Linked DNA regions of Mus musculus: regions 2 and 3 are each linked to region 1. Evidence: chromatin contacts called from public ChIA-PET and promoter capture Hi-C data. All regions are on one chromosome and are shown on one strand. Each heading gives the region's core, a stretch centred on a gene start, on an enhancer-like site or on the middle of the called end of the contact. The rest is flanking DNA. Distances are from core to core; before and after follow the strand shown.

The links. Promoter capture Hi-C pulls out the DNA fragments that hold promoters and counts their contacts. ChIA-PET counts read pairs in DNA pulled down with a chosen protein or histone mark.
Region 2: a contact with region 1 is called in an RNA polymerase II ChIA-PET map of memory CD8 T cells, with 5 read pairs. The contact joins the enhancer-like site here to the promoter of Borcs5 in region 1. A contact is called at or near these places in 5 of 39 promoter capture datasets (hematopoietic stem and progenitor cells, hippocampal neurons, liver and 2 more) and 4 of 115 datasets of contacts at active chromatin or transcription factors (craniofacial prominence, memory CD8 T cells, microglia and 1 more).
Region 3: a contact with region 1 is called in a promoter capture Hi-C map of liver, with 2.1 times the contacts expected there. The contact joins the promoter of Hebp1 here to the promoter of Borcs5 in region 1. A contact is called at or near these places in 3 of 39 promoter capture datasets (fetal liver, liver and pre-B cells) and 1 of 115 datasets of contacts at active chromatin or transcription factors (trophoblast stem cells).

Annotation. Positions count from the first base shown.
Region 1 is chr6:134,638,537-134,643,314 of GRCm38.p6, reverse strand. Borcs5 (BLOC-1 related complex subunit 5) reads right to left here and starts at 2,375. Exons shown (of 4, transcript NM_026371.3): 1 at 2,058-2,375. The coding sequence starts at 2,115.
Region 2 is chr6:134,064,465-134,069,242 of GRCm38.p6, reverse strand. All of the region lies in intron 1 of Etv6 (ets variant 6), which reads right to left. Among named protein-coding and RNA genes, the nearest start is that of Etv6, 31 kb to the right of the region's middle. Within about 2 kb of position 2,097, at least 37 of the 459 cell types and tissues checked have an H3K27ac peak or open chromatin away from gene starts, as enhancers often do. A contact at or near this core is called in memory CD8 T cells and microglia, where this site is marked.
Region 3 is chr6:135,166,133-135,170,910 of GRCm38.p6, reverse strand. Hebp1 (heme binding protein 1) reads left to right here and starts at 2,696. Exons shown (of 4, transcript NM_013546.3): 1 at 2,696-2,891. The coding sequence starts at 2,814.

The sequences.
Region 1 (4,778 bases), core at 1,126-3,625:
AGAAAAAATAGTTTTACATAACCAAATGCAGTGATTTTTCTAGTGGGGGCTGGCACAGAAAGATTATGGGGAACTTCTAACTTGTTTTTCCCTCCTTGTGGTACTGAAGATTGTACCTCTCACATACCAGGCAAGTGTCCTACCACTGAGCTATAGAGCCCTAGCCCAAAACATCTATTTTTCTCTTTTCATATATAGAATGCAAAACCCTCAAACATAACAGAAACATATAAGATGTATGAATGTCTTTCATAATCACACATTTTATCACTCAACATGCAAATCATAAGTAGGTATTTTTTTTAAAGTCTCCTTTTTAATTGTTCTGATCTGTATGTAGTTTACAGATTTGCCTAAGGTAAAACAGATTTAGGAAAGGCACTGAGGGTCTCTTGGTACAAAAGTTCTTCATAGTGTCACAGAATGCAAAGGTGCCTCTCTAGCCTATCAGAGCCAGCCAGGTGTGGAGAAAAGAGCCAAAATCTCTGGTTCCAATCCCAACTTATAAGTCTATACCTAAGGCTTCAGGGAGCTTGGTGCAGCATTTGTGCACGGAGGACAGAAACCATCAATAGGAACCATTCAGAAAATGGGAGCATTGCTTCCGGGGCATGTCAATGTAAACCTACAAGGAGTCTCTAGAACAAGATATCCTCTTACCCAAATAATTTCCTGGCTGGAACAAGAATGAATCCCTAAGCTGTCTTATTCTTGAAAGTTCTGGTAAACAGTAAACACACTCAGGCCCATCCGTCTGTCCTGAGGATAAATACCACAGAACTACTCCATCTTCCAGGAGCGAGCTTCTCCTGGTGCCTCACCGTGCTGGGGTGGGAGTGGGGGACAGATGACAACAACGATGGACCTCTGCCGCTTTTATTGCTTTTTCAGGAAAAGTTTATCTTGGCTTTGTCATTTATCTGACACTTTACAAAAGCAGTACCAGTCTTTTCTGCAACAAATTACACGATTCCTCCAGACTCAAAGGAAAAGGGACTTCAAAGCAGTTAGGCATTATTTATGCATAAAATTGGTAAAGATGTGGGCAAAAATGGGTATACTATAAACATTATCCTGGCACGGGATGTGTACGTTCTATCAGAAATGAGCCTATGCTCATTTCTATGGTTCCCGGATGAGCAACTGTCTGATAGGATGCTACACTACTTCCCCTAAAGTGTGCTTCTGGCCTGATACAGAAAAAAAAAAAGTATGAGATGAGCCATTTTTGCGGGTTTCTTAAAAACAGACGTGATACTCTAGGCCTTCCAAGGAATGAAAACATAACAAAGCTAGTAGCTGCAAGCCCCTGACTGCAGGTCTTGAAGGAACGCCCTTCAGCATGAATCATCTGTTAGCTTCCACATTTCTAAGTTGCAAAGATTACCAAGTAGAGAGCCACTCTGAGACTCTTTGGCTATGAGAGAGTTTAACTAATTAGGCTTGTAACCCTTGAGCCTATCGAGGGCCCTCTCAGAGGTTACCTAAGTAACAACAAAAGGACCAAATGGTTTTCAATTGCCAGCTGTTTTATTGAGCACTTACTACAGGTACAGGACAAAACCCTTCCAAATCCTACCCCAAATGCTAAGAGACGTCTAAAAAATGTGAACAGAAGATACACGAGAGACTGCCTGCCACCTGGCCAACTTATTTTTAAAATTATTAAAACAAAACAAAACAAAAAACCGATACCTGAGTGGCCAGAGAGCGGTGCCTGGAAATATTTGCACCCAAACACTGAGAGTGACCGCCCAGTGCTCACAGGACCCTTCTGAAAAGGTTCCTCGACACCCCGATTTTCAGAAAACCTGATCTTGGAGGACTCGGGTATGATCGATCCAGTGTGACCCAAGTCTCCACGTCAGTGTGGAGTCCAGGAACCGAACACTAAGTAGGTCGTCTTTTAGAAATTAGAGTGAAGCCGGGCAAGCCGGTTTAGGGGACTAGGACTGGGGCGGGAGGCCACGCTTTTTTTGTGTTAGGGAACACAGAGGGCCTGCACCGGGGCGGTCGGCTTCGCCAGCAACACCGGTGCGGGGAGGTGAGGCACCGACCTGAGGCGTTCAGATCGCCGGGGCGGCTCTCGGCCTCCGCGCTCTGCTCGCTGCCCATGGCCCCTGCAGCGGAGGGACACCGGGGCAGAGGCTAGGGAGAGCGGGGAGACCCCGCTGGGCCACAGACACTTGGAGAGGCGCCGCTGGAAAGCACGCCGCTCGCGTTGACAGGAGGCTCGGGACGCCGGCAGGGCTGCAGCCGCGACCGGCGGGCGGCGCTGCTGTCATTCACTGGCTCGGTGGCTTCAGCTCGCTCCTTCCGGGACGCCGATTGGCCGGGCCGGCAATGCGCGGCCTTCAGTTCCGGGTTTGGAGGTCCCGCCTCCAAACCCGAGGGGTGGGGCGGGGCAAGAGACGCGCGCTGGAGGCTGGGGCGGCGCTGCCTTAAAGGGCTAGGCTTCCCCAAGGCCAAAGATGTCCAAAAGATAAAGCCTTTTCCTACCCCCGAAGACACATTAATTACCTTTGAGCAACACATATTAAGAACCATAATGCTGGGGCTGGAGAGATGGCTCAACGGTTAAGAGCACTGACTGCTCTTCCGAAAGTCCTGAGTTCAATTCCCAGCGACCAAATGGTGGCTCACAACCATCTGTAATGGGATCTGATGCCCTCTTCTGGTGCGTTTGAAGACAGCTGTAGTGTACTCATATACATAAAAATCAATTAATAAATAAATCTTTTTAAAAAAAAAAAAAAAGAACTGTAATGCTGGTTATCTTCAAACGACTTTACAGAATGGTCTGGGTTTTTGTTTTTGAGATAGAAGTTCACTCTGTATGACCCTGGTGACCTCGAATTCTCGATCCTGGCTCAATCAACAGAAGTGCTGGGTTACAGGGTAAACCACCACCATGTCAGGCAAAAATCGGTATTTTTACACCTATTTTACCAATGAGGAAGAAAGGTAGTCTGTAGCCCTCAAATTTCAATTCACACTAGTACAGAAGCAGAGTTCTTTTCTAAACTTTGAAAGCAGGGAGTTTTGTAGTAGGAGGCCATACAGGAAATGCCAAGACTGTGTGTGTGTGTGTTTTAAGGAGTTAGAAATAAGTAAGAAATTGTTAGAATATGCTGTTTTATTGACAGATCACTATGGAACTACCAGAAGCCAGGAAGATAAACAGCTAATACAAAAAAAGGAAACTGCTTATCTGAGCCAATCTCATATAGATGGGTAGTAACCCAATGCCTTATAGGGATTCTCTCATCTGTTTCAAGATATTACAAGCAGCTTGGCTTTATGATGTATGCCTGTGTTGCTAAAATTCCTTCCTTGGGGGAGATATAAATACATCTATACCCTTCTACAGTCTCAACTACCACCGAAGTTCAATCCCTTTAAAATATCTAATATCTTGAAATTCAAAGTCTTTTTACAATTCAGTCTCCTATCTGTGGGCTCCACTAAAATACTTTCATACTTCAAGAGGGAAAAATACCAGGGCATAGTCACAATCAAAAGCAAAATCAAACTCTGACTATCCAATGTCTGGGATCCACTCTCGATGCTCTGGGCTCCTCCAAGGGCTTGTGTTACTTCTCCAGCTCAGCCCTTTGTAGCACCCACCTTGTTTTCTAGGCTCCAGATGCCTGTACACCAGTGTTGCTGTTCTCAGTGGTACTGGCATCTCCAAAACACTGCTGTTTTCTGCTACAACTGGACTGCACTTTCACTCTCATAGGCTCTTTTCATGGTGCTAAGCTTCAACTTCTCTGCATGACCCCTTTAGTCCTGGGCCTTCAACTGCCACTGTGGCTGCACCTTCACCAGTGACCTCTCCTGGCCTCTCACAGAGCCAAGCATCAGCTGCTACCCCTTCATGTTTCAAAACCAGTACCACCTGGGTGACTCTTATACATTACCAAGTATGGGTCCTACATGAGGCACAACTGTGGTTGTCTCCAGAACACAGCTTCTGTGCTCTCAGAAAACACCTTCCAGAAGATGTCACCTCAGTGATGCTGGCCTCTTCTTTATCACCGCTAATTTCGTAGCTCCAGCTAACCAGCATCAATTGCCCCAGTAATGCAAAGGTTTCGCTTTAGTAGTCCTGGTATCTTGTTAACCACAGCTGATCCTTCAGCTCCAGCTAACCAAAACCACAGAATCTTCACAATCAAAGTAGCAACAGCCCTGGTAAGATTCTTTAATATCGCTGGGCATTGGTGGCACATGCCTTTAATCCCAGCACTTGGGAGGTAGAGGCAGGCAGATTTCTGAGTTCGAGGCCAGCCTGGTCTACAGAGTGAGTTCCAGGACAGCTAGGACTACACAGAGAAACCCTGTCTTGAAAAAACAAACAAACAAACAAACAATAAAAGATTCTTTAATATCCCTCTGAAGTTTCACAAGCCAGGCCTCCATTTTCTGCACTGTTCTCAACATTATCTTCCAAGCTCCTACACAACATCCCACAGAGCTCTTAAAAACCAATGCTCTTCTAGCTCAAAGTTCCAAAGTTCTTCCACAGTCCTCCCCAAAACATGGTCAGGTTGTCACAGGAATACCCCACTATGCTGGTACCTGTTGGGAGCGACCGTGTTTGAATGTTAACTGCCTTGTTAGCCATAAGTGCTTACTTACAAAGTCTTGGCCTTAGTGGAAAAGCACTAGCTTAGTTTAGATTTCTGTGGGAAAAAGTTGAGGCCTCTATGGAAACTACTACCCCCAGTTAAGAACAAATAGCTGTAGATCTTGTGGACAGGTACCTTGCAACC
Region 2 (4,778 bases), core at 848-3,347, 570 kb after region 1:
CATGGTAGGGACATCAGCCTTATCTTTAATAGGAAGAAAATTCATTTCCATGGGATGCAGGAAAGTATCTCCCAAAAGGCTCTCTTTGCCAATGCTACCAGGAAGCTCTGACCAGTCTACAGTGGCTTTAAAGTACCCCAATTTCCCATATATCTATCTCAGGATCCAAAAGTAACCTGTGCTGTTCTTTGCCTTGTGTTTCTGAAGTGCTGAGAATCGAACCCAGAGCCCCAAGAATTCTTGCAAGTGCTATCAAGCTCAGCTATATCCCCAGCTCTCAAAGACTTTAAAGAACATTACATAAGGAGGAGAGCAAACAAAGACTGCAGGGTGGAGGAGAAAGAGTGAAACCCTTAAAGGAGCCTTCTCTGTGGCCATTCCCTGCCATGAGCAGGAACTGACTGCTATAGGTGTGAGAGTATAGATGTGGGCAGAGTACAGGAGGAGGAGGCCATCAAGGAACGCCACTGCGATATGCTCTAATTAGGTTCTAAGCAGATCTCTCTGCTGCAGGAAGGTGAGACAGGGATAGGCAATCATTTTAACAAGCTGTGGGTTCTTCCCCTTAAACAAGTCCTCAATGGAGGAAGTTAATCACTGGCTGCAAGAAATCAATCCGGAGTACTTCCTGCCCTGACTGAACATGTAATATGGACCCTGGAAGATGATGTCAGGAGCTGCACATAGGGAGGGAAAGGTTCTTAGCCAAAAAAATCAAGCAAGCAAGCAAAATTCCTGTACTACCAGAAGCAGCTTAGAAAGGGTGCAGCGGCTGGGCAGTGGTGGCGCACATCTTTAATCTCCCTTTAATTGGGAGGGGAGGCAGAGGCAGGCGGATTTCTGAGTCCGAGGCCAGCCTGGTCTACAGAGTGAGTTCCAGGACAGCCAGTGCTACACAGAGAAACAAACAAACAAACAAACAAACAAAAGACAGAAAGAAAGGGTGTAGGGGAATGGGGGAAATACAGAGGACAAAATGTTAGGTGTGGTAGTTTATGATTATAATCCCAGACTTTTGGGTAAGGCTGAGGCAAATGGACTCTTATGAAATGGAGGCTAGTCTGGGTTACAGAAATGAGCTGAAGATGCAGCTAATTCAGAGTGCTTGCCTAGAATTCACAATGCCCTGATTTGAGCCATAATACTACATAAACTAGCCGTGCAGGTAAACACCTCTAATTCCAGCACTCAGGCAGTAGTGGTAAGAGATTCGGAAGGTCAGCGTCATCCTCAGCTACACTCAAGGCCAGCCTGGGCTACATGAGACCCCCCTCTCAGAGGGAAACATAAACAAAAACACAATAGTGGTAAATTATATGTTACATTGGCTTTTAGTTTATTGTTCCTAAGTTTGAATTAAGTTGATGGGCTGCCTCTTAAAGTATAAGTTCTTTATTTCTACAAGAACCAGAGCGCCGCAGGGTATTCTGAGTCATAACTGACATGACCTGGATGTTCCTTTGAAGGAAGGTATGAAAGATTAAAACTTCACCCACATCCTTTCAGAGGTCAAAATGCCCTTACAGCCAGAGAACTGGGAGGCTCATCTCTCAACTTTACAAATAAAGTCTAAGACACCGGGAAATGGCTTAACCAAGGGCACAGCGAGGCTCGACTCCCAGCCAGGCTAATAGCATTGCACGAATGTCAAAGAACATGCGGAAGAGTACCACCGTGAGGAGGTGTGTGCTGACATTCATGTCAGAATGATAGAGGCCAGCAGGACTGTGAGCTGCTCGTTGGAGCCTTAGTTTGCTTCCTACTGCTGTGATAAAACATTGACCAACTTGAAGACAAGGGGTTTATCTGGTTTGCAGGTTACAATCAGTCACTTAGGCACATCATTCAGAGACACCAAGGCAGGAACTCGAAACAGAACTTGGCTCAAGTGGGCAAGAATCTGGAGCAGAAACTAAACAAAGGCCATGGAGAAGGACTGCTTCAACACCCCAGGACCATGTGTCTAGCCATGGTACCACTCCCAGGATGCTAGGTTCTTCTACATCAATCAGGGAAATGCCCCACAGGCCTGCCTAGAGGACAATCTAATGAGAACACTTTCTTAATTGAGGTTCTCTCTTGTGAAATGACACTGGCTTGTGTCAAGCTGACAAAAAACAAAACAACAAAAAAAACGCCCAATACCACAAGCAAGTCTGCACCTAAGAGCTGCCTTGTCACTCTCGCTCTGATAGGCGGCCTGTGAAAGACACAAAGCATCAGATCTCACATACTCTTTATAAATGTGCCATTTCCCTACGGGAAGAGAAAGGAGAGTGACAAGAATGGTCAGGTCCCACAGTGGCCCCATTTTTAAAAGCACCTATTTATAGACATGAGAAGCATTAAAGCCATTTAACATGCTATGTGTGAACTTGGTAGCAAGTCTGTCCGAAAGAGGAGTGAGTGTCTCCTGGTGTAGGGGACCTACGTAGAAAAAGAGTCTGTGGGAAGAAGTCAGTCATGTCCTTTATTCAACCCTTCACTCATTCATAAAGTACTCTAACTTACACAAACAAGAAGCCTACACACAACGATCTACCCTTTATTTCAAGAGAGTCGAAGACCTGGGTAAGGAAAAACTGATGATCAAGTTAGATCTTTCCTTCCTACACATTCTGATTGTTTTAAAGTTCTTACTCCTGTGTGTGTGTGCACGTGCACATGTGCGTATACACATACACACCCCACACACACACACACACACACACACACACACACACTCATCCACTCACAGAAGGCCAGAACATTACTTTCCATTCAGGTGTCATTAATACCTGTGTTAATTCTGCATATACTCTTTCCTGGATCACGAGGTTCCTATTATCTCAGCATTCTTCTCTGAGGCTATTTCCTGGTAATCTCAGCCATCTGAAGCTGTGGACTCAGGGGTGAGGCCCTTCCTCGTGAGGACAGCATGAACCAGTCCCTCGAGGCTGGGGAAACACAAAGCAGAAAAAGGAAGGAAGAATCCGTGAGTTCTGGCCTTTGCCCTCCTACTCCACAGTGTGAGTCGGGATGGATAGCTCCTCTCATCTGCTAGTCCCCAGCAACCTGAGGAACCAGGCCTTCAGACTGTGACTTAACTGTGACAACTGGCTTTCCTGGGGCGCCTGCCTGAGGACAGCAGAAGATCACAGGACACACCCCCTCATCCTCCACTGTCATGTGAGCTAATGCATCTTAATTAATTAATTGATACATGAATGAATACATGCATAAAATTTACTGGCTCTCTTTCTCTAGAGAACCCCAATACAACGATGCATATCATTCTCTTTAAATGAATGAGATAAAATCAGAACAGAAAAAGAAATCCTAAGATAATCAGAAACTATTCTCTCTACAAGGGGACAGAAAGCCAGGAGGAAGAAGGTACCGCCGTGTGAACTGTAGAAAACAGGCGTAAAACAACTCCTGTGAGCTTTGGTCACCGATGAAACCATGCCCTGACCGTTCTGAGCTCCAGATTAAACGCATGTACATCTTCCCTGCCCTCAATAGATTTTATTACCTGGGGCAGTAGATCAGTAGCCATGACCAAAAGTCATCACACTGACATTAAAATTGGAATTGGGTATGCCAGGATATCCTCAAAGGACCTCGAAACACCCTCCCTTTTACATTTGTCTCCTTGATCGAGTCCTTGTAATAACAATGTGACAGGTACGGTACTTGGCCATTCAAAGTCCTTGTTGGTTAATTAAACAGCAAGTACATGGTGCACCTGGCATAGATCCTGGCATAGGTAAATGAGGCCTGAAAAAACGGAGGGAAAACACCACAGCAGAAACCAGAGGAGGGGGCACCTCCTCACCAGAGGAGGTCAGGCAGGGCGGAAGCAACTGCCCTGAAATATACAGATGTCTGCCAGATAGAATTTGGTGGAAGTTCTTGGCCTACGATGGTGCCTACCATCCTCATTTTGCAGTTAGGAAACAGGAAGTTCGATGAAAGGAGAAGTTTCATGACGTTAAATGAGTTCTCTGAGGGCCAATGGCACTACCTTGGCCATGTTCCACAGCCAGCCTCTTAAACCAGAGGCCCTTCACTTCCCCTTGTGCCAGGGTTAATCTTGATTGTCAAACTGGCAGTGCTCAGAAGCACCTGGAAGACGTCTAAGCACCCCGTCAGGTGCACCCGTGAGGTTGTGTCTCTAGGGAGCATCAGATTGAAGGGAAAACCCATCCTGGATTCAGGCAGCAACATCCCATAGGCTGTGAGCCCCAGCCCCACATTCCTGCTCTCTGGTTCCCAGCTACAGCAATCCAAACTGCTCTGCCCTGTCACACAGTTCCAACCATGACACTTCTGAAACCCCAGGCCCTAACAAACGTTTCTTCCCTCAAGTTGTTTGTGTCAAGTATTTGTCACAGTGACATTGGCAATTGCAATACCTAGCATATCACAGGAATTCCTTGAGTGTCTGTCCAACTCATCTGCATCACTGGGGCCACTTTCCACAGCCCATGTTCTTTGGCTACATTCTGGTCCACAAAACAAGAAGGATTTAGAATAACCGCCATATATCTTGCTAAAGAAACAGTCTCGGGCTGGTGAGATGGCTCAGTGGGTAAGAGCACCCGACTGCTCTTCCGAAGGTCCAGAGTTCAAATCCCAGCAACCACACGGTGGCTCACAACCATCCGTAACAAGATCTGACTCCCTCCTCTGGTGTGTCTGAAGACAGCTACAGTGTACTTACATATAATAATAAATAAATCTTTAAAAAAAAAGAAAAGAAACAGTCTCTGTGCAGGTCTCTGTGTAGGGCTGTC
Region 3 (4,778 bases), core at 1,447-3,946, 530 kb before region 1:
ACACTCAGAAGGCTGAAGCAGGAGAATAATAAGTTTGAGGCTAGCCTAGGCCACATGGTGAGATTCTAGTTGAACAAACAAGCAAAAGAAAGAAAGCAACATGACGATCTCCTATAAATTAAATCATAATTTAGTGTATGTTGGTGTATCTAATAGTCAACTGAATGCATAGTTTTTCTTTTTTTTTTTCTAAAGATTCATTAATTAATTTTATATATGTGAGTATACTGTAGCTGTACAGATGGTTGTGAGCCTTCGTGTGGTTGCTGGGAATTGAATTTTTAGGACCTCTGCTCACTCTGGTCAGCCCTGCTTGCTCAGTCTTTGCTTGCTCTGGCCTAAAGATTTATTTATTATTATACATAAGCACACTGTAGTTGACTTCAGATGCACCAGAAGAAGGCATCAGATCTCATTACAGGTGGTTGTGAGCCACCATGTGGTTGCTGGGATTTGAACTCAGGACCTTCATAAGAGCAGTCAGTACTCTTACCCACTGAGCCACCTCGCCAGCCCCAACATAGTTTTTCTTCAGTAACATTTTGTTTCTTTCTTGATGGTACATAAAAATAGTGCCTCTTAATATAAATGGCATTTTAGTGTCAAGAAACAAAGTATGAACTAATTAAACAGCCACTTATTATACACCAATGAAAGAATCTGTAATGAAGCTATGGGAAAGCCCTCTTTTCATACGCAGTTAATAACGTGAGTATTTCTTCCCACCAAACTTGAGGACATCGTTATGACTATTGCTGAGACTTCTGCCTAGCTCAGCCTCCACTTCCCTTTGTCAAGGAGACACACATACACATACAGCAGCTACACACAACGGACGATTCAGATCACAGCTCAGTAGCAGCCAACCTAAGCCATTTCAGCCATCAGGTTCAAGGTGCACGAACAAATGTCACATGGGCAGGACATTAGAACAAAGAGGAACCTGTTCCACTGGTCATAAAGACACAGGATTTGAAGTGGCCTTTCAGAGAAGCCAGATATGAAGGGGGTAAGAGAGGGTCCATTCCTGCGGGGTCAGGGGGTTATAAACCACGAGCTTTCAGTGGTTTGAAAAACCTGTTTATTTTGATTCAGACTTCCTCTTTTTCTCCCTCTGCTTTTGTCACTATATTGGTACTATAACAATAACAATTTATTATTAATTATATGTAACATATAATATGTACAATATTGTGTAAAATATTAATATATAATATATAAAATTTTATGTTAATAATAATATGTTGTTATGATCAAAAGCAACTCTGAGAGGAAAAGGTTTATTGTTTTCTTACAATGCTCCACACTTGGACACAATGGACACACAGTCACATTCCATCACTTAAGGCAGGGACCCAGAGGTGGGAACTGAAGCAGACCCCGTGGGGAAGTCCTGTTTAGTGGCTTGCTCCTTAGGTCTTCTTGCTCAACCTACTTTCTTAACAACTCAGAACTGCCTGCCATGGGGCAATACCATACACAGTTGAATGGAACCTCCCATCTCAGTCATTAATCAAGAAATTGCCCCCGCAGACTGGCTAACAGGTGATCTGATGCAGACAAGCTCTCGATGGAGGTTCCTCTTCTCAAATAACACTTGTTTGTGTCAAGTTGACCAGGACAGATAGCATATAAAGCAATGGGCTTCACTATGACAGTTTATGTATATATCATTTGCATATCATTTGCATATGCATTTTGCTCCTATTCAGTATCTTCACACCATTCCCTCAACCTCCCCACCCCCGTAAGATGGGTACATGTACAACTGTGATACTAGGACTGTGTGATGTGTGTAGATTTAGTATCTAGTACCCTAATAATATCTGTGATACTATTATGTGGTGTGTGTATATTAATGATCCTAGAGTGTACTAGAGTACAGGTAATATTTACAAAGTACTTGGCAAGAAACAAACACTCAAATAAAATAAATCCTGACAAAATCGGTTAGGTTATAAGGGGACTGAACGAGCTGTTGTTTGGGCAAGTAGTGTGAAACTTGTGATTAATACACTGTTGGGACTGGAGGGATGGCTCAGCTCTTAAAGACGCACACTGCCTTCAGAGAGGATCTCAGTTCTGTTCCTAGCACCCACCTTTGGGACCTCCTGTGATACTAGCTCCCAGGGGAATACAACGCACCAGTGTGCGCGCACACACCTTAAAGTAAAACCATTTTTAAATGCACTGTAGAGCTTGTTATGGTGACGCACTCCCATAATCCTCAGCTCGGAGGAAGCTGAGACAGGAAGACAGCAGAGTTCCCAGCCACCCTGTTTACAATAGTGAGTTCTGGGCCAGCCTGGACACTGAGACCCTGCCCAACAAACTAAAAAGACAAAGTTAAAAAAGAAAACAGTAAGAAAAAGGTTAAGAGTGGCTTTTCCATCCCCTTAGAAGATGAAGCCAGGAGTGACAGTGATCACTTGCAAGCCCAGTGCTCCAGAAGCTGAAGCGGAGGGATCCTCAGGCCAGCGTAGGCTGCATAGCAGGACCCTGTCACAAAAGAACGAACACGGTTTGTTTTTAATCATCTGTGAGATGCAGTGAGGTAGGAAGAGGGTGACTAAGGAAAGTATACACAAAGTGGGGTGCTACAGGCTTGAACCAGCTCCGCACCCAGGAGACTGGGCTCACGTGGGTGGAGTTTGGGGGACGCTGCCCAGGCCACGCCCGGTGTCGCCCAGTGGGCGGAGACCGCCGCAGCCCCGCCCCAATCGCCTGTCTACTCACGCGCTTACTGCCCCTCGCCCTGTGGACCTTACTGCCAGTGAGTGTACGCTCGATCGGCCAGACCCCACGGCGTCACCATGTTGGGCATGATCAGGAACTCACTGTTCGGGAGCGTGGAAACGTGGCCTTGGCAGGTTCTAAGCACCGGGGGCAAGGTAGGCCGGCAGGGTGTAGAGGACCTGAAGGAGGACTCTGCGCGGCCGTCCCCACCCTGGCCGGGGCTGAAACTGGTGCCGCGGGGCCATGGGTGGGACTGTGACCGAAGCTGCATTCCGGCTGGGGCCGCCCTGTACTGCCCGGCGCTTGCTCTGGGAAGGAGGGGAAAGAGCAGTCTGGCTCAGCCAGACCACTGACGCGGAAAAGGATCCATCTTGGCGAGTGGGACACTGCCTGTTGCGTGCATCTGTCCATTTAAGCATTCCAAACCGTCTGAACTCCCCCCCCCCCTCTTAGGGCAGAGACCCACTCTGTCCCAGGCTACCCTGACACTGGCTGTGTAACCTAGATTAGCCTCGAATTCTGTCGCAATATTCCTCCCACTTCAGCCTTCCCAGAGTTGGGACTACAGGCATGACCCACTACGCCTGGCTACATTCTGAACAATTTTGTGAGAGACACATGGTTGCAGCAGGCATATCTGCTAGGGAGCCATAAGGGGCCCTTCAACCTGTGGGCTGCTAAGCTCCGCTTGTGTGGGAGTTCCCAGGCAAGTGCCTGTGCAAAGGCTCAGAGCTGCACGGTTGCAACTGCTAGTGCTGGATGCATGGAGTGAGCGAGGAGACTTAATCACCTTGGTCTACCAAATTTGCATCGGCACCAGAGGGGCATCAGGACACCCGGTCAGCTTTCATGAAAGTTAGGAGTTTGGGTACTCGGGTATAATCTTGAAGGCATGTATTTGATTATTGGTTGGTTAATATTGGGAATTAAACCTAGAGCCTTGTGCAAACCAAGCCGAGTATTTTGCAACTCATCTGCTCCCTCAGCCTGACATATATTTTATCTCAGGACACTCTCTTATTATAATGATTCTGGATAAAAGGCCCGTGTTACCTGGGGGCCAAGGTCTGGAACCTACTACACTGAACCTCACACAAAGCCCACAACTCAACTTTAGTCTAGACTCAGCCCTCCAGAGTTCTGTCAAGCCATCCTTCCCCCTCTCAGGGGCTCCTCAGTTGTGTGTAGAACAAGCAATTGAAGCCCTGATCACGCAGGGACACGAACGAGTTCAAAGACAGATAATGAAAAGGAGTGAAATGGGCTGGTTAGATTATACAGCCTGGTGGCAACTGAAGCGTGCTGAAAGTTGAACTTCCCCAGGACTAGTGTTGCCAAATCTTTAAGGAACTCCAGATACCCAAGTTCTCTGTAAGAAATCCCCCAATTAAAGAGTAATTAACAAATAACACTTTTTGTGCAGGCCGTGTAGCTGGAAAATGAGGATTAAGGGTGGACAAAACCAAACTAGATACAGTGGTTCATGTCTGCCATCCCAGAACTCAAGAGGCAGAGGCAGGAGGATTGCCACAAGTTTGAGGCCAGAGTGGGCTCTGTGTGAGTTCCAAGCTGGAGCTCTATAGCAGCAGAGTAGGTGAGTCTATGTCACAGTTCTGCCTTTGTGAAGCTTAGGCTCCTATAGCCAATGAGCAAATAAGAAATACACACTGTGGGGCCAGGGAAACGGCTCAGCGGCTAAGAGTGTGCACTGCTCTTGTAGGGGACGTGAGTTCAAGTCCCAGCCTCCACATCAGGCAGCTCACACCAAAGTGTGAGTTGCCTGCTGAAAGACTTATAGTGTAGTTAGTAGTTACCTCACTAAGTGTTTATTAAACCAGGCATGGCTGCAATCCCAGCACTCAGAAGTGGAGGCAGGAGGGTTGTAAGTAAGTTATTTAACATCTCAGCTACCCTAGCCCCCAGGTTCTTCAACCGTAAAGGGGAAAGAACACTCCCTCTGACAAGCTATTAAATATTCAAAGATAAGTGTAAGCTTTGTTTTTTTACATAGACTTGGGTGGGCTGTTGCAATTCTAAGGAGA